2 separate regions of the Mus musculus genome follow, and region 1 is linked to region 2. A link is a contact called in public Hi-C data. All regions are on one chromosome and are shown on one strand. The core of a region is the stretch at or near the end of the contact, and the rest is flanking DNA. Distances in the headings are between cores, read along the strand shown.

Region 1 (3,105 bases), core at 303-2,802, 140 kb after region 2:
GAGCCCTTCTGGCTTTGTTGCTTCTCTGTGTCTAACTACAACTTGTGTCTTTTGCACATTAATCCAGTTCTGGCAGACTCTTTAGAACAGGTTGACTCCAGTCATCAACACACCTGGCGCAGTCATCACTGTCCCCATAAGCCATCCCCTCTGGGGCTTCCTGCCACAAGAATTTTCAAAAGTTTCACATGAATTTCTATACAAATACATGTACATGTAAACACTAGATCGCCACTGCCTTTTATTCACTGTCTTATTTTCGTTAGCCTTAACAACATTCCCAAAGTATGAGATAGAAAATTCTAGAAATAAACCGTTCTTAAGTTGTGAGATGGTATACATGCCCATAGCGCTGAGTATGATGTAAGATGGTATACATGCCCTTAGCGCTGAGTATGATGCCATCTCATCCTTCCCATAGGGTCCAGTCTATTGTATGAGTCATCCAGGCCATTGCATCCACTGTATATGCCACTACCCACTAGTCAGAGGATGAAGTCCTTGACTGTGTTCAATTCACCCTAACTCAATTACAGACCACAATGTATAAGACAACAGGTACAAGTCAGGTACACCAAAGATGAGCTATAAAATGTATTAGACAGAGTCGGGCATGGTGGCACACGCCTTTCATCCCAGCGCTCGGGAAGCAGAGGCAGGTGGATTTCCGAGTTCAAGGCCAGCCTGGTCTACCCTGTCTCGAAAAACAAAACAAACAAACAAGCAAAAAATGTATAAGACAGGATAAAAGTCTCCACTAATAAAAGAATTATGTTGGAGCTGCTAAGATCTTCTAACAATAAAATAAAAAAAAAAAAAGGAAAAGAAGAAGTCTGAACTAACTTTCTATGGCTTCACAAACTACAAAAGATACAGCCACATATATGATAAGATATATATGTATATATATAGTAAAACGGTGTGTATAGAGTTTAATACCATCCAAGTTTCAGGCATTCTATGGAGGTTACTCTCCTGCCCTCCAGGCAAAAGCAGAGCAGTATGATATTTGAGACTAACCCACTTTTGAAGGGCTGAGAGATAACAATTTCATACTTCAGATCTGTGCTAAATGTTGCTGCGATGAGTGGGTGGTGAGATGTGCCTTTAATCCCAGCACTCAGGAAACAGAGGCGGGTGGACTGGATGTCAGACTGATCTACATAGCCAGTTCCAAGAAGGTAGGCTTACATACTGAGACCTTATCGCAAAGTAAACTTTTAAGAAGAGGAAAGAAATAGTACTTATGAAATACTCAAAAGCCTCCGGTAAGCACCAGAACAGTTGCTGACCTCGAAGTTCAAATAATAGCCCAAGCGGAGGAAGTGGAAATGGTGACCCTCGTTTACAGAAAGTGAATCAGTCACAGCCAGGTTCTGAAATTCCGCATGAACTCATGCTGCCTGAAAAAGCCAGGCATCAACGGTGAGCAACCATGATCTCCGGCCAGCTAGGCACTTTGCTTTCCATTGGGTGGTGACGGTCAGATCTCATTGCTTCTGACAAAGGCCCTCGTCAAACCCATGAGTCATGGTTTGCGTAAGCCACCGCTGCTCAGTGAGAGCAGACCCACTTCCTGACTGCACAGTAGTAACTCTGACTTCCTGACAGCCAAGGCAGACAGGTGCGACAGTGCGGCGTGCAGCGCCATCTGCTGGATAGTGTGGGATAAGCAGCAGCCTGGAGTGGATGGTCTCTGAATTCTGTGAGCTTTGAGACTGCTAGCAGCCAGGCCTGACTGCAAGGCCTGCCAGGAACACTAGCAGAAATACATACCCTCTATCCAAACCATTCCTCGAGGTCCTTTCCTTGTTATAGAATGTGGTGTGGCAAGCACATATGCACATGTGTATTCAAGGTGTATATGTGTTATGTAAAGGGTACAAGATTGTACATGATCTCTGAACAAATAGAAAAAGTGACCATCACTACCCTCATTGCTGGATTTGTACTAAATTTTACAATTAACAGAAACTCATAAATAATCCTATATAATCCCTCACCTTTCTGTATAAGCAGAAAGGAGTAAGGGGTATCAAATACTAGCTCTGCTAGTAGAATTACTCATGACTTAGCCATGAGTGAGACGGCAGCTAACAAGGCTCCTCCTTTCTTTACCAAAGTCTTTGCCCACATGCAAATAAAGACTGGCTGAGCAACTGTTAGGAAGAGGAAATGAAGCAAAACCCAGCCAGCTATGACAAGTCTGACATCAAGCCTCAACTATTTCTGAGGCTGGAAGTGGGTCTCAGAAAACTCTGGCCAGCAATAGGTTTAGGTTTTGGCCAGATGCTACAGAGAAGGTTTCTAACATGAGACAAAATATCTGTTGGAGGAGGAACTGGCCTAGGCATTCATGGACACACAGCATAGGACTAAAGAACTCTGGCCAGGTCTCTTGCTTCCTACAGTTTCCCAGCCGTTGGTGCTCTGCCAGCCTCTGAACTACAGCAGATGTTGCTTCTTGCTTAAACGCTAACTGACTCATTCCCTCTAGACCATAAAGGTAACCAGCTCATCTGACCCCCAAATATAGAGGGATGATTGGAAGATGGTAGGTTTGTTTGTTTGTTGGGTTTTTTTGGTTTGGGTTTTTTTTTTTTTTGGCTTTGTTTTCAACTAGAATGTCAGACTGAGGAACGCCTGGAACAAATAGTTCTGGGTTAGAGGTCAGGGGACTGGCTGGACTCTAGGGCAAAAGCAAACAAGGCTTTTCACAGTGGCTTGCAGGGATATGGTGACAAACCTGCCTCCAGTGGACAGACAAGGAACACTGCTGGCTGGGCTCGACCTTAGGCAGCTGGAGCAGGCCAGGAAAACGTGTTATAGATTCTGCCTCTGCCCCTGTCACATGGAAGTACACAGCATAGGTAACAAGCCAGATGAGGCTGGATCGGCCTTGAGTGCCACAGATGGACCTCTTTTTTGGGTCTCCTATCTGCGAGGAACGGGTCTCTGGTTGCAGGTGGGCGAAGGAGTGGGGTGACAAACAGACACGACACGAGAGAGTATGTTGAATCTGAGTATAATGTCCAAACGAAAAACAGACTTTTTTATACAGAAGAAAAAACAAGAAAAGCCAGGCAGGACATATCTGCTGAATTA
Region 2 (3,027 bases), core at 6-2,505:
ATATGCCACATTTTAGTATTAAAAACCAATAATGTAGCTTTGCTGGAAAAAAATAAAAAGCATCCTTCTAGGATACAAAATAAATTTGAGAGGCAGGTTATGGCCTCATTACTTAAAGAATCTCTAACAGGCTTCTTTTTGACACTGCTTAATAATTCTCTGAGCGATTTTTCACACACAGTTACTCTAAGCAGCACTCCCCTTGCTCTTCAGACTTTGACATATCCCCAGCTGCTAGGCCTGTGCTTAACTAAACAGGTACCGTAAGTAGCACAGTAGAGTGTTTATGGAACACAGTAACTATTTATTCTAAAAGATAGGCAAAAGGATAAGAACATTGGATTTTAAAATACACTTTAAACTCCTCTTAGAAAGGTGCACATATTATGCATAATATTTAGTTAAAGTATCACATTGTCAACGGACAGTAAAAAAATGACCTTTTTTTTATCTGTTTTTGTTGTTGTTGTTGTTGTTGGTTTTTTTTTTTTTTTGTCTGTCCGTTTGTTTGTGACAGATGTGCCTCCAATACTATGAAGTCACAAGTCAAGTTCAACTCCTAATTCTTCTGCCTCCACCTCCCAAGTGCCAATTGCACTACCACCCCAAACTTCTTTATCTTAATTTTTTAAAATTCATATGGCATTTCCCCAGTAGTAGGCTGAACTATAAGGGCACACACACACACACACACAAACTTTTTAATTAATCCTGTGAGATATAGAGACCAATACTGATCCTACTTTTTCAAACGGAGAAAGTGAGGCTTAGAAAGATTAAGAAAACCATTCCAGGTCCTTTATCAAAGCAATATTAGTGTATGGCTTGAGCTTCAAACGTTGTGCTTTTATAAACTATGGGAAGACCAAAATGGTAGTAAAGGCTTTTTAGAAGACCTATCAAATACCTTGAATAAGTATTACACATAAAGTCTTAAAATGTGCTGACTTCCTCGTCCCATTAATATTTACTTTCCTATCAGTGCCAGGGTGTTCTAATATTTGTCTTATCCTCTTGCACTTCCCATCACACACATAGACACACACATAGACACACAAACATATACAAGCACATACACTCAAACAGGTATGCACACACAGGCACACACACAAACACACACACACACACACACACACACACACACACACACACAACGAGAGAAAGAACAGCAGCAGCCTCACAGTAGTGTCCCAATGGTAGTAAAAACAGGGCAGAGGAGTTAATGTTCTACCTTAACAAACTTACTAAACAGCAAAAACAGTAAGTGTGACCTCAGAAATGGGGCAGGAAGGGGAGCCAGATCAGTGTACTCAATTGATTGGCTGTACCCTGTGCCTGTTTACTTGCAGGTAAGCTCATTTATGGATCTAAAGGGACAAGAAACAAAGGTATACACACTAAGCCTTACTCCTGGATTTCCCTCACAATTCTGCCCAAGCCAGAGATACGCTGTTTATTTGCAGAAGCTGAGAAGTGCTAGATTTTCCCAAACAGGGTTTGAAATGAATTTTCTGTGAGAATGCATGGATCTTACTGAAGTATACACCTAAGCGACTAGTGTTTCCCAGGGCATGAAACATTCTATGATAGAAAAACATTTGTTGGATTTCACTCTAGTGTGTACTTTGCTAGCCTCTAGCCACCACATTAATGACTAATAAACACTTAAAATAGGTAAAGTGAAACTTGAGAAACAATTTTTACTATATCTAATATAATTTAAACACTTACATGTGGCAAGTGGCTAGAGGAAGAATAACAGCTCAATCACTACTCACTGGAAGCCCTGATACTGCCATACCTTGAGGAAAAAGATACAATTATGACCATAATCGACGGCTAAGAAAATCAAAACCTAAGAAAATTGAGTGACCTGTCCATGGATATAACTGGCAAGTGGTAATTTCTAGATGCTCAAATACATCAGTCTAGTTCAAGGTCTGACGTCTTCATAGCCAGTGGTGCTAAACACTGGCTGTTATGTACTTATATTTTTATATTTTTGTGATTTATTTCCTTAAATTGGAAATAAATTTCTTTACCCACATAAAATATTCACATAAAAATTCGTTTCCCCTCCCTTTACTCCTCATAGTACCTCCTCATCTTCCCTTCCTTCTGTTTCCAGAAAGCAAGCATGCTTCTAAGGGATAATAATAAAACAAAAATAGGACTTTAAAATTTTTTTAAACTACCATATTGGACACAAACAAACAAACAAACAAACAAACTGACTAAAAAAGACCTAGAAGGAAAAGATTTCAAGAGAAGGCACAAGAATCAAAGACCTACTCATTCACACACTCAGGAGTCTCATAAGAACACTAAACTGGAAGACATAATACCTACAAAAAGGACCTGCTGCGAGCCTACCTATACAGTCCCTGCACATGCTTCCTCGGTCTGGGTGAAATCATAGGAGCTTTGGTTATGTTGCTTTAGAGTGCCTGTTCTCTTGGTGTCCTCCATCCCTTCTTGCTCTTATACTCTTTCTGTGCCTTCTTCTGCAGTGTTTTCCAAGCCCTGAGGGGAGGGATTTGATGGAAGCATCCTCTTTAGGACTGTGTTCCAAGGCCTTCCATTCTCTTCATAATGACTGGCTGTGTGTCTCTATTTGTTCTCATTGGCTGCAGGAGGGAGTTTCTCTGATGATGGCTGAGCAAAGGCACTGATCTTTGAGAATAGCAGATGTCATTAGGAGTCATCATATTACTACTTTTTAAATTTTTTAGAACAGCAGTATTTAACTTTACCCTAGGACCTTCACCTACCTAGTATCAGCTTCTTGGTCAAACAAGCAATATCAAGCACGGGTTCCAAGCCCTCAAGGGCCCTTAATTTTAGTTGTTTCTTACTGTATTCCAGTCCCTTACCCTACTAATCCATAACTATCTATTCTATTTACCCTATCCTAGGGAGATCACCCCTTCCCCCAACCAAGTCCCTTACTCTATACTTAACTTCTATGGTTCTATGGATTTTAGCTGTCTTATCAATAACTTAACAGCTAATACCCACATATCAATA

What was found. A called contact is a pair of places that touch in the nucleus more often than the background predicts.
Region 1: a contact with region 2 is called in a Hi-C map of liver, with 9 times the contacts expected there. The contact joins two enhancer-like sites. A contact is called at or near these places in 11 of 484 Hi-C or Micro-C datasets (embryonic stem cells, liver and morula), 3 of 115 datasets of contacts at active chromatin or transcription factors (all in embryonic stem cells) and 1 of 9 other capture datasets (embryonic stem cells).

What each region holds. Positions count from the first base shown.
Region 1 is chr13:75,796,394-75,799,498 of GRCm38.p6, forward strand. No RefSeq gene overlaps it. Among named protein-coding and RNA genes, the nearest start is that of Glrx, 42 kb to the right of the region's middle. Within about 2 kb of position 1,553, at least 284 of the 459 cell types and tissues checked have an H3K27ac peak or open chromatin away from gene starts, as enhancers often do. A contact at or near this core is called in liver, where this site is marked.
Region 2 is chr13:75,651,911-75,654,937 of GRCm38.p6, forward strand. It overlaps 1700037F03Rik (a long non-coding RNA gene), which reads right to left. Exons shown (of 3, transcript XR_873683.1): 3 at 1,743-1,801. Among named protein-coding and RNA genes, the nearest start is that of Mir682, 8.4 kb to the left of the region's middle. Within about 2 kb of position 1,256, at least 5 of the 459 cell types and tissues checked have an H3K27ac peak or open chromatin away from gene starts, as enhancers often do. A contact at or near this core is called in liver, where this site is marked.